Linked DNA regions of Capsicum annuum: region 2 is linked to region 1. A link is a contact called in public Hi-C data. All regions are on one chromosome and are shown on one strand. The core of a region is the stretch at or near the end of the contact, and the rest is flanking DNA. Distances in the headings are between cores, read along the strand shown.

Evidence for each region. A called contact is a pair of places that touch in the nucleus more often than the background predicts.
Region 2: a Hi-C map of leaf shows a contact between it and region 1, with 2.4 times the contacts expected there. The contact joins two enhancer-like sites. A contact is called at or near these places in 4 of 5 Hi-C or Micro-C datasets (bud, leaf and placenta).

What each region holds. Positions count from the first base shown.
Region 1 is chr4:186,347,880-186,354,030 of UCD10Xv1.1, reverse strand. LOC107867660 (a long non-coding RNA gene) reads right to left here. Exons shown (of 3, transcript XR_007054317.1): 2 at 1,952-2,714; 3 at 1,191-1,869. Among protein-coding and RNA genes, the nearest start is that of LOC107867660, 9.9 kb to the right of the region's middle. Within about 2 kb of position 2,455, at least 3 of the 5 cell types and tissues checked have an H3K27ac peak or open chromatin away from gene starts, as enhancers often do. A contact at or near this core is called in leaf, where this site is marked.
Region 2 is chr4:186,401,391-186,407,541 of UCD10Xv1.1, reverse strand. No RefSeq gene overlaps it. Among protein-coding and RNA genes, the nearest start is that of LOC107867661, 13 kb to the left of the region's middle. Within about 2 kb of position 3,046, at least 2 of the 5 cell types and tissues checked have an H3K27ac peak or open chromatin away from gene starts, as enhancers often do. A contact at or near this core is called in leaf, where this site is marked.

The DNA of each region.
Region 1 (6,151 bases), core at 1,206-3,705:
TACATTTATTCCTTCATCTCATTGGCGGAGCTTGGTAGTTGTTTACCTTTCTATCCATGATTACTGTTGATTTAGATTATATTCTTGCATTGTTTGGTAATTATACTATACTTCTGCATATTTTTCTTATGCAATTTCGAGTAGTAACTACAAACAATGACGTAATTCCTACCTTCTAGTATTGTTTCAGAGCAGGGTAAGCTTACTGTCGTCCGAGGCTGATCCTTCTCTATCTACTTCAGTTTAATCTTTTGTACACGAGAATGCCTGTATATATTGGGTATATTTTTAATTCTATCTATTACTTTGGGTATATTTTAGTAGTCGATCTAATTCCGACCCTATCAGGTCTTAGAATGGATTCGTTTGTGTATTATTCCGGGCTATGGCTTGGCTTGCCTATTAAGGGGATAAGGTAAGCATTATCATGACTTAGAAAATCGGATTGTGACAACTATAATTTATTAAAAAGAGGTATAAACCTCTTTTCTTCTCCCCTTCTCTCAATTTCTTCTCCATTGTTAAAGGGAAGATTTTTTGTCCTAAAAAATTTTAATATCTTTCTTGGTTTTGTTTGTTTATTTAAAACTTTTTCTCACTATTTTCTAATTTCTTGTCACTAATTTTTAATTTTAGATTTTTGAAATTAGGGTTATCCATGTAAGATGTAAAATTGGATTTGAATAACATTTGTTTAGACAAGGAAGATCCATTTTTGAATGTGGAGGTGCGATGCAATCATGGTCTCTCACTCCATTTGAATACTTCTTGTTCCAATAATAATAATTCGGGAAGAAGATTTCGGTCTTACCCATATTATGGATCAAATAAGTGTAACTTTTTTCTTTGGATGGATGGTATGGTTGAATAACTATCTAAGTTCATTATTCCAAAGATGGTGAAGAAAGTAAAGGACATGAATGAACCATTGAAGATAATAAAGATGAAGAGAGAATTAGTTATTGAGATAAAATGATCGGGAAATGATAGAGATGGAAACGAAATTTACATTCACTCAAATGAAAGAACAATCTAACTCATTTGTTAAGAAGAAAGACAGGGTGAAAAATACACCAGAGAAGATGATAGAAGTGAAGAAGAAAGAGAGCTTTAATATTATTTTCATGGTGTGTATCTTCATGATGTGTACTGCTATATGGATCAAAATAGCAAGTTGAAGTGTTTTGTGTAGTATTATAATATGAATTTGTCGTTGATAGTTTTTCTTATTGAATGGTGGCTTGAACTTGATTTTGTAGAATGAAATATCCTAGTTGAATATGCAAACTTCTTTGAGTACTTATTGATTTTGCTAATTTTGTTGAGCTATGTTCATTATTCCAAAGTTGATAGAAACTTCTGATAGCACCACAAATAATAGATACAAATTTATAGAAACATTCAACTATAATGGCAAGTGCAAGAATTCTACACAAAATTAGTGCATAACTGTTTGAGATGCAACTTTCAAGTGCAATAAAAGTCAATTCAAATTACTGCACAAATATTTGAGATGCAACATTCAAGTGAATCATAAAAACTTTACAATATATGACCTTGCAAAAGTAAATCACATTGTTTGTCAAAATAACCTACCCCATTAACAGTACAATATCAGTTTTAATCTAAAAAACTACCAAAATTTTAAAACTACTTCCACTATGGCTTGAATTGTGAAGATGTCATTTTTTGCCTTTTATTCATTCTCATCTCATCTCTCATCACTTCAAGCTAGTTTCCGGTCATTGTTTTTTTATCCCTCCACCTTACTCCTATTTTTGATTTGTAATCAAGGTCCCCAATAACATCAACAGACCTTATAGATTGTTCTGAATCAGTATGTAGTATTATACTATTTGGCAACCCAAACTGCAGACAAATAAATAAAGAAATTTACACACAGGTAATCCTTTAAGACAAATTTAACTTAAATTTTGTTGACAAAACTTACATTATATGTTGTGAAACCATTTTTAGTAATTAAAACACCCATTTTAACTATCTTTGGCCTTTTACTAGCTGCTCTTCCACTGCATGTACTAAATTGAGCATGAATAGGTAGATTTGGTGGAGCATGAACATGTGAAGCAGATGAATTTGGTGGAACATAAATAGGTGAAGAAAGTATATTTGATGGAGCATGAGTACTGTAACTTATTTGATTTTATAACCACTCATGCAAAGGTTTCCTTCTTGGCACTCTTATGTTACCAAGAGGTGTTTTTCTAGGTCCACCTTTGCCTCTTGCCGCTGTTGCAACTGGTGCTACTCCTCTACCACTTCCTCTACCTCTTGTAGCTTATGAAACATGTTCAATACCCCTTATCCTTTCTCTTGCATCTTCAGCACCATATTCAACACCTCTTCCTTTACCTCTTGCATTTGGTGCAGCTGCTACATGTGGTGCAACTCTTCTCATGCCTCTTACAGCTAGTGCAGCTCTTTCCATGCCTCTTGCAGCTCCTGCAATTGGTTCATAAGGCCTTTCCTTAGGTGTAGAAAGTGTTGCAACGTGTTCGACCTGTGTTGTCTTTCTTAGCCTTTCCATAGGTGTAGAAGGTGCTTAAATATTATCACTTGATTTTCCTTGGCCTTTATCTAGGTCTAGGAGGTGCATCTGTAGTAATAAGAATGTTTCTTGGCCTCCCTCTAGGTTTTGAAGTACTTGGTACATCACTTGGTCCAACAACACCACCACTTGGTCTAATAGAATCCTACAAAAAAGAGGTAAAACTGTCACATATTCAAAAATAATCAAACTACAAATAAATTATACAAGTCATCTAAAGTTATCACACCTTTAAAGGAAAACCTTTTTTGTTTTGATTTTTTTATTGACATATGCTATAAATCATGTTAACCCCTTTATTGACATATTTCCACACTTTTTGGTCTCACTAAACTCTCTATTCCTAATCTTGTTTGACCTACTAAGCATAGGTTTAACAAGTGGTTGCTCCACATGAGGATTTGTTGGCTCTAGCAATATGAGATAAGTCTCCTTACTATAGCAGCTATCAATAAAATCAATTGGTTTCTATTTCTTATAAAGTATGGTTACAATCCCATATGGACAAGGTACTCCCTTGATCATCCATGATCTATAGATGCATGTACTATCCCTCACATCCACACTATGTACATGTAGTCCATCTCATATTTTATAGCCTCTCTCTCTATTGAAGTTTAAATTACATCTCATGAATGTCTGATTAGTATAAAAATACTGGTAATATTCAAACCATGGCCGTCAAACCCTAATTTGCCTACTTTGATCGAATCAATGGCCTCACTGGTCAGTTAAGTAATTGTTATATTTTGAACATTGGTCTATTAACATTGGTCTGATAAGTAATCACACTATTTTGATAATCGTTATATTTTGTTAAGTAATTTTAAGATTGTTTTGTTAACATTGGTCTAAGAAGTGAACATTGGTCTGTTAAGTAATTGTTATATTTTGATAAGGGCTACAAGATTAGATGATTACGTTCACCTTCTTTCAAAATCACAATTCTATATTACTCATAACTATTACTCTTACCCTATGCGTACTTTGAAATGGGAGTCTTTATTTGATCCGGAGGAAGAAATACCTGTTGCTATTGCTTGGATATCATTCTCTTCACTTCCTCCTAATTTCTTTGGTAATAAAGTAGTTTTCTCTCTTGCTTCAACTATTGGGAAACCTTTACAAGTTGACTTAGTCATACACCAGACCCAGCTGTGCAAGGGTCAAGGTGGTGGTAGATCTATTAGGTGATTTTCCAAAGAAAATTAATAAGGGTATGAGGATAAAGAATGGGGACATCAAAGAAAAGTAGATCCATATTAGGTATGATTATGTACCTAAATACTGCAAGACATGCAAGCTTCAAGGGCATAATAAGGAGTGTTTTGTACTACATCCAGAATTATACCTAAAATATGAAGAGGAAAGTGAAAACAAGGATTATAATAAGGTGGAGAAGTCAGAAAGGGGAAGTTTGCTGAGCAACATCTAAATTCAAATGCTAATGTCCAATCTCAGGAAGATAAACAAAAAATTACAAAGAAGGGAGAGGTTGAATTCAAAGAGGAAAAAAATGCTTTTAGAAGGGGAAGATAATTTAATAGAGGAAGATATGAATGAAATCCATGCCAATTGAATAAATAAGTTGTTGGGGAGAATAAATTTGGGGCATTGGAGGAAAGTAATGGGGAAAAGATAGTTGGTATCAATGAGGAAGATAATAAAGAAAAGCTAAAGTTCCTGGAAACAAATAAAAATGGAGGAGGTAAGATGAAGGATCTTATGGAGCAAACAGGTGACACAACACAGAACAACAGTTAACATGATGCACAAAGCACTCACAAAGTCATACACAATCTGGAGAAATCGGTGGAACAAAAAAATAAAATAGTTGATAGTATTCCTGTAATGTCAAGTCAAAAGAAAAATAATGAGGAGAAGAACCCATTACAAGAAGATCAACAAATAAGTGACAAGATACAACAAATAAGGGAGGAAGATCAAGAAGAAACATCATCAGTACCTAGCCTTAAAAATATTTCAGAGAAGAAAGTCAATCACAAGCAACACGAAGAAGAAGATGAAAGTATTGATCTCAACATAGAGCAAGTGAGCAAGGAATGTGATTTATCACCTAGACAAACTAGAAAGATAAAACAAAAATCCAATAAGGATGGTAAGCCAGGACTTCAACAGTCATAAATAAATACAAAAAGAAAGAAGGGGTCCTCTTTTACTACTGATCAATGATTAATAAGGTGATTTTTTGGAATATTAGGTTTGTTAAAACTCAAAAATCTTTTGAGAGGCCAGTAGACCTACATAAGAGACATTAATACTCTTATATAACTTTATTTGAGCCTTTTCAAAGTCCAAATAAAATAGAAGAATATAGAAGGAAATTAGGATTATCAAATGCTAAAGTGAATTATTCTGCTGAGATATGGATATTTTGGGAAGATGGCTGGGAGGTTGAAGACTTGTCAAACTTAATTCAAGAAATTACAATAAAATTTCAAAGAAAGGGAACAAATGAAAATATTTGCATTTCTGCAGTTTATGTAAGATGCAGTGCTCTGGAGAGGCTGGAATTATGGAATGATTTGGAATGGGTTGTAGATCAATTGCAATGTCCATGCTTAGTAGGGTGAGATTTCAACACTATTATGGATGAGGCAAAAAAGCTAGGTGGATTACCAGTTACTCAAAAAGAAACTATTAATTTTGTGAGTTGTATTAGTACATGTGCTCTAAATGAGTTCACAGGTAGCAATGATACGTGGAATGGAAGAATAGAAGAGGAATGTATTTTTAAAAGGCTTGACAGAGTATTTGGAAATGGTGAAATTATGCATCTTCTTCCCAACAGTGAAGTGCATCATTTGATTAGACAAGGCTCTAACCATGCTCCACTACATGTTATATGTAATTCATCTCAGGAAAGAGTAGTAAAACCTTTTAGGTTTATGAATTTTTGGGTAAAGCATAAGGACTTTATTCAAGTGATAGAAGAGGTATGGAGAAGAGAAATTCCAGGATCACCTTTTACTGTTATGCATGAAAATATAAAAAAGGTGAAATCTATATTATCACATTGGTGCAAAAGAAGTTATGGAGATATTTTAAAAAAAAAAATTGCTATGCTGGAAGATATGATCAAATCAAAGGAGATTCAATTGAAGATTTGTCCTTCAGATGAAAATAGATCAAAACCGAATATGGTAGAAGCTGACTTTAAAAGATATCTATACATGGAGGAGGAATATTGAAAACAAAAAGCAGGAATGAGGTGGTTTAAAGATGGAGATAAGAATATAAAATATTTTCACTCATATGTGAAGGGAAGATGAAAGAAAATGTAGCTGTCAGAAATTGAGACAATGCAAGGTGACATGATTAGTACAACCTAGAATATAGGAGAAGAGGCTGTTAATTTTTTCATCAAACAGTTTACTTAAGAGTAGGAAGGAGAAAACAAAGAATTGATCCAATGTACTCCTAATATGATTACACAGGAGCAGAATGAGCACATGGTTAGAATACCATCCAGGGAAGAAGTAAAGTTGGTGGTTTTTGCTTTAAATGGGGAGAGTGCTAGTGGTCCTAATGGTTTCTCTGGACAATTCTTTTAATCCTATT
Region 2 (6,151 bases), core at 1,797-4,296, 53 kb before region 1:
GAGTTAATGAAGGTTATAAAGTGACCTCATTAAAACCAGAAATATACACTTTTTACATGAAAAAGGACTCACTAGAGTACTCTATATACTTGGTAGTATTATATATATATATATATCATGCTCTATGACGTCTTACATGCAAATGAAATACTACTAAATTTAGATACTTACTAAGACAAATAGGCAAAAGACATTTTTGCAGAATCCGCATACTAACTCAACATATATACATGTAGGTGTAATAGGTTGACAGTATATATTTTGCTCCTTTTTTCCTTACTCAGCTTTTACTTTCCATTAATAGACATGTGAAACTTTTGTTTGAGAATACTAATGAATGTTAGCTACTTACTATATGTAAGTTTTTTGAAACTTTCTCATTCAATTTGACTTATATCTCATCATTCTGGAGATCAGTCAGTCATGTTTTCTTTGAATTTTCAATTCATTTGGATAACTACAAGACCTCATGTCTCCATCAACGAAAAGAAAAAATGAAGGTGTATTTCTATAAGTCAAAGTTTGAACTTTGAAGATTATAAATATTATTTTATTTCAGAATTTATACTACATGTACTGATAAACAAGTATATTTACTTCACCAATTCCTATTGAAGTGAAAAATACAATAATTCATTCATACGTGTGTTATGTGTACCTTTTATCCATTCCCATATTAGTAATAGCATCTCAAAAGAACTTGACAGTTTTTACCCCCATTTACAATATGATGCTTGTGTTTTTTTATTAACTATGGTGTCGGGATTATCTTGTATATATCTTGATTAATTTCAGAGAATACTATTGTTACCTTCCATCAATACGCATATATCACATAACTCTGTTCAACAAAAATATTTTCATCTGGCTTTCTTTTCAAGCAGTTTCCGGCAACAATTAAGTTTGATAAGGGAGAATGAACTCCGGCCCAAAATGAAGCAGATGAATTTAGGATTTCAATTTGCGAAGAATTTAAGTAAAATTAAACATATATTAGTAAGGATAAATAAAGCAAATCATAATTCCTTTTATTAATTCTAAGCACGTAAGAAGTTAAACAATTGTTACGATAGATAATAAACTTAAAATAAGGGAGGTAAACAGAGTGTTATGAACCACAAAAAAGGTTAGTGTCACGAAGCGATCGAAACATATATATACAAGTTACCAAGTAAATTCTCCTCAAATTTCATCTTAGTAGTTTTTTTTTTTTTTTTAAAAAAAAATAAAATGGTAAACATGGAATGTCAACAGACAATAATTTTGTTTTAAAGAAAAGACATAGAAGTGACTCCTTCCATTAGTACGTAAGAGGAATCTACAAGGTACCAAGAAGGACGTATGCTTTTTTTATTTCATTCAAATTTACTGAGCATCTTATTCATCTTTCGAATAAAAGGAGTTTAAAAGGGGATTTTATGTCACAATTGAGTGGATTATAGTATTTTTTGCTTTGGGGATACAATTAATGGTGTCAAATAAACGGATTGTATTGAATTTGGGCATGTTAAAATAGTGTGAGTTAATAAATGAATATGCAATTTAAACTAAATCGAATTAATCAATGAGTGAGTTAATGAACCGCTCAAATGTTGCTTAGGCTGAAATAGTTGGACTGAATGGGTTAAAGATCGATTCATAACTCGATCTACACAATCTTTAACAAGTTCTAAATTTTTTAGTTATTTTTTTATATAATTTATTTGAGAACCTACTACAACTTTTTTTCTTATATTATGACTATATACAATATTTGAAATTAAAAGTCATTTAAAAATATTTTAAATTTTTTTTGTCATAGGTCAATTTGGACTTCAGGTCAATCCAGTTAGTGAATCAAAATAAATTAAATTAAGTGAATCATTACTCCATCCAAATATAAACAAATAGACCGAATCACAATTTTATAAGCTGATTTTATTACCACGGTCAGAAATTACAATTTTTGGACACAAATCAATGGATTTTAGCAGCACTTACACTAAAGTGTAGACATAAGGCAGAGACAATAGGACAAATAATCAAACTATCACTTCTTTGTTTCGGAATAAGTGAATTGTTGGGATATTTATTGGTGTTTCAAAATAAGTAAATCGTTGAATTTTTTTCAAAATTTACCTTTATGATTTGACAACCAATTAACTTTTGAAAAGATATTACAAGGTCAACTTTTTCTTTTTTGAAGGTAAAAATAGAAAGTTGTGTTAAATTTATGTCTTTAATATTTTTTTCTTAATATATGTGTCAAAATTCAACAATTCATTTATTATGAAACGGAGGACGCAGTAAGTAAAACACACTGTTTTGTGTGGGGACCTCAATTAGTACGAATATAATGTGTTGGAGGTACCAAATTCAGTTAAAATGTACGAAAGCATCTTTATTTACTTCTTTTTTTTTTCAAAAAATTCATACTGCCAAGCAAAGCAACTAGTACTAGAGTACTAGACTAATTGCATAGCTGCCACTTACAAAATTTTAGGATGTAACTAGTACTAGACTAATTGCTTAGCTACCACTTACAAAATTTTGGATTCTTCAAAGTCCTTGTACCAGAATTTGAGGTTGATTTTTCTTTTTGACTACGTAAGTTTGCTTTGATTCTATAGTGATGTGATATGACCGCTTGATTTTCTGGGTGAAACTTTCTACTCTTATGTCGTCAACTTTTTCACCATCACATGACATAAGGTCCTTTTGTGTGATGGTCATAATAAGATCTGCTATATTTTACTTCGAAGGTAATTTTCTATAGCTCTGAGTTAACTTGAGTGGATGGGCAATCAGACTATAGCGTCACATTGCTTCTTGATAATACTACTTACTGTAATAAATAAGATATAATTTTAAGTTATACCTTTAACTCTTAAAATTGGCTAGAATTAAGTTTACTCTCAAAATTAGAGACTCTAAGACGGTAAGACCAATTATTTCTCAAGTAAGGGTGCAACATTACCCTCGAAGACATACACATTCAAAAAGATGACAGAAAATAGCTAGCCGGACTAATCGTCTCCACAATCGTTATTTTATGTTGATTGGGTCCTCTTTATCCTAGACATCTCATCTTTACCCCATCACGACCACCCCACACCTCTACCTCCTACCGCCACCTCTCAAGTATTTTTTTTAATTTCATACAAATGATTTTAAGATAATATTTTTTTACTTCTTTGTGTCGAACACTGTTTGCATAAATCATAATGTCCTAAAACTACACAATCACAAAACAAATATGATGAAACAAGAAATTTCATTGATATATGGGTACAACTCTGTTATTCCCTTGATTCTTCTCTTCGAAATTTTTTCACGATCCGAGCATCGTTAGTAGCGTATTTCTCAAACATATGATGATCTCTTAGTGAGTATCAAGAGTTTATGGATATTCTAGATATCTTTTCAAGAGAATATTTGTCCCTTTATGTAGGCATAATAATTTAAGTTTTAAAGTAGAGTAGCCCCAAGCTAGGTTTTAAGTAAACTTGCCTACAAGAACTCTAACAGAAATTAAATTGGTCTTCTAGAGTCTCACAAAATTTCTCTGTCTACAAAAACAAAAAAAAATAGGAAATCCACTTGTTCCTTGTTCCCTGAAAAACAAAACATTCTTCATGAAAAAGATTTTTTTTCATACCAAATAAAAAGATTTAATGGGGTTACAGAGATTACTTCTAAAGGCAAAAGTAGAGAGAGTTTTTCACCATAACCAAGAAATACTGCAATACAAGAGGTCTCTAATTACAATGCTTTCATACAGATTTTAAGTAAATCCTGCAAGGAAAATGATATTTCTAATTTACCAGGATAATATTAAATTTTCCCAATTTTACAATGATAACAGACTTCAAACCAACAAGGATAACATATTTTTCCAATCTATTTGAAAATATGATAAAATTAAGAACAAAAATATTCAAAGACATGAACCACAAATAATTCCAGGACTTGAACTTTCTTCATTAATAGAAAAAACATTTCCATATCTTGCTCTTAGCCTTTTGTAATGTTGTAATGATCCATTCCGTTGTTACTAAAAATCATCGCGTTCGTAGATATCCGCAATACGAAAACTTCATTAATATCTTTAACATAGATACGTAAAAGACTTAGTTAAATAAATTTGGAGTAAAAATTTTTTGGATGGACTGACGTCATTCCATTGTAACAAAAACTTAGCGGCACAATGGTAACGACCTTCAGGCCATTATAGAAGGAAGCTGAAAACAGAAGCAGTTCACTCGAGTTTTAATTACCCTTGCCCTATCAGTTGTAAACCAAAACAAGGCTTCATTGTAAAAATTCCTTAGGGTTGCCTCAAAGCTCCGGAGTAGTGAAGAAGAAGGGGCACGCTTGGACGAAGTGAAACCCGACGTTCCTTGCAGATTTCACAACGAAAATCATTAGAACGGAGCCAAAAGTTCAAGTTTATGATTTCATATTAGCTGCTTTGTACCTAAATACGCAAGGTTTAATTGACTTCATATTAGCTGCAAAGATCTTGTTGGGTTTAATTGGTGTGAATGGAAAATTGAGGGACACGACCTTTGAGCAAAAGACATTATTTTAGAAAAGGTGACTGTTCAGATAGTTGTGTCTGTTCAGAAAAAAACACAATGTTTTGACTGAACAGACATGACTCTTCTAAAGGATACACCTTTTAAGCGAACCATTGCCACCTTTCAGAAGAGTCATCTGATGGCTATATAAACCTGCTTTCATCCACAGGTTTAGAAATGAATGAAGAACTTTCTAAAATAAAAACTCTTCTTGTTTTCAAAACATTCTTTGTGATCAATCAAATCGTTGAGTGAGTTCGACGAATTCAATTATTTGAGGTACCACTATAGTTGGATTGAAATCCATTTTATCCTGGGAGAAAGATTCCAAAACCTCGGGTACAGTGAGGGAAATTATTCCTTAAGGATACTCCGTGAAGTCGGGGGACTTGGCTTTATATTTCTGTTTCATCTTAATTTCTGAAAAAATAAAACACACTTCTTAGAAAGATCAGTTTGATCTTGTGTTGAGGAAATTTTTGTACTTCATAGTGTTCTTGTTTTAAACTTGAACTAGTGTTGAAGTTGTTGTACCAAAATACAGATTCTTGTACCCGAAATACACCATAAAATAACAATCTTAAGGAATAATCTTGCAAAATATGTATTGCTTGTTTTTGGAGATTAAAGCTTTAAGCTTTCTACTCCGTTTGAACTTAACTAGTGATTCGAAGATATAAAATCTTCATCACAAGTTAAAGATCATACGGTTGACGATTGGAAGTCATAAAAACTTCATCGTTAACTAGAAACAAGAAGAACAGTTTAAAGTTGCTTAACTTTATAAGTAGTATTCTAAAAATACTAAATTTTATTATCTTGTGGTGACAGAAAAAATGATTAACAAAAGTTGAATGCAAGATGCGGCTACGACTGTGGGGGCAACTAGTATTGCCTCAACAAGTCGAGCAAATGCTCTACAACCAATGGCACCTGCGGAGAAGTCTGAAAAATTTGCGGGCATTGACAGCAGAAGATGTTCTTCTACCTCACAACACTATGTCTTCAAAGGTTCACTAGTGAGGATGCTCTTGAGGTGCCCGAGGGAACCACGGACAAAGAGCGTTTCATAATTGTAGAGGCTTAGAAATACTCGGACTTCCTCCGCAGGAATTATATCTTGAGTGGTCTCCAAGACGACCTCTATAATGTTTACAGTGGAACTAATACATCGAAGGAATTGTGGGGGCACTAGAATGAAAATACAAGACAGAAGATGCGGAAATTAAGAAATTCTTTGTTGCAAGGTTCCTGGACTTTAAAATGATAGATAGCAAATCGATTGTCTCTCAAGTGCAGAAATTGTAAGTAATCATCCACGATCTCCTAGCAAAAGGTATATCTTTGAAAAATGCCTTAGTTGAACAAATTGAAAATGTTATTTGTACTTACATAAACTGTTTGTAGGTTTGATTGTGAATAATACATTTCAAGTAGCAACAATCATTGAGAAGCTACCACCTATGTGAAAAGACTTCAAAAACTACTTGAAGCACAAACGCAAGGAGATGATTATCGAAGATCTTATTATCTGATTGCATATTGAAGAGGATAATAAGGCTGCCGAGAGAAGTCAAAAGGGAATTCTACAA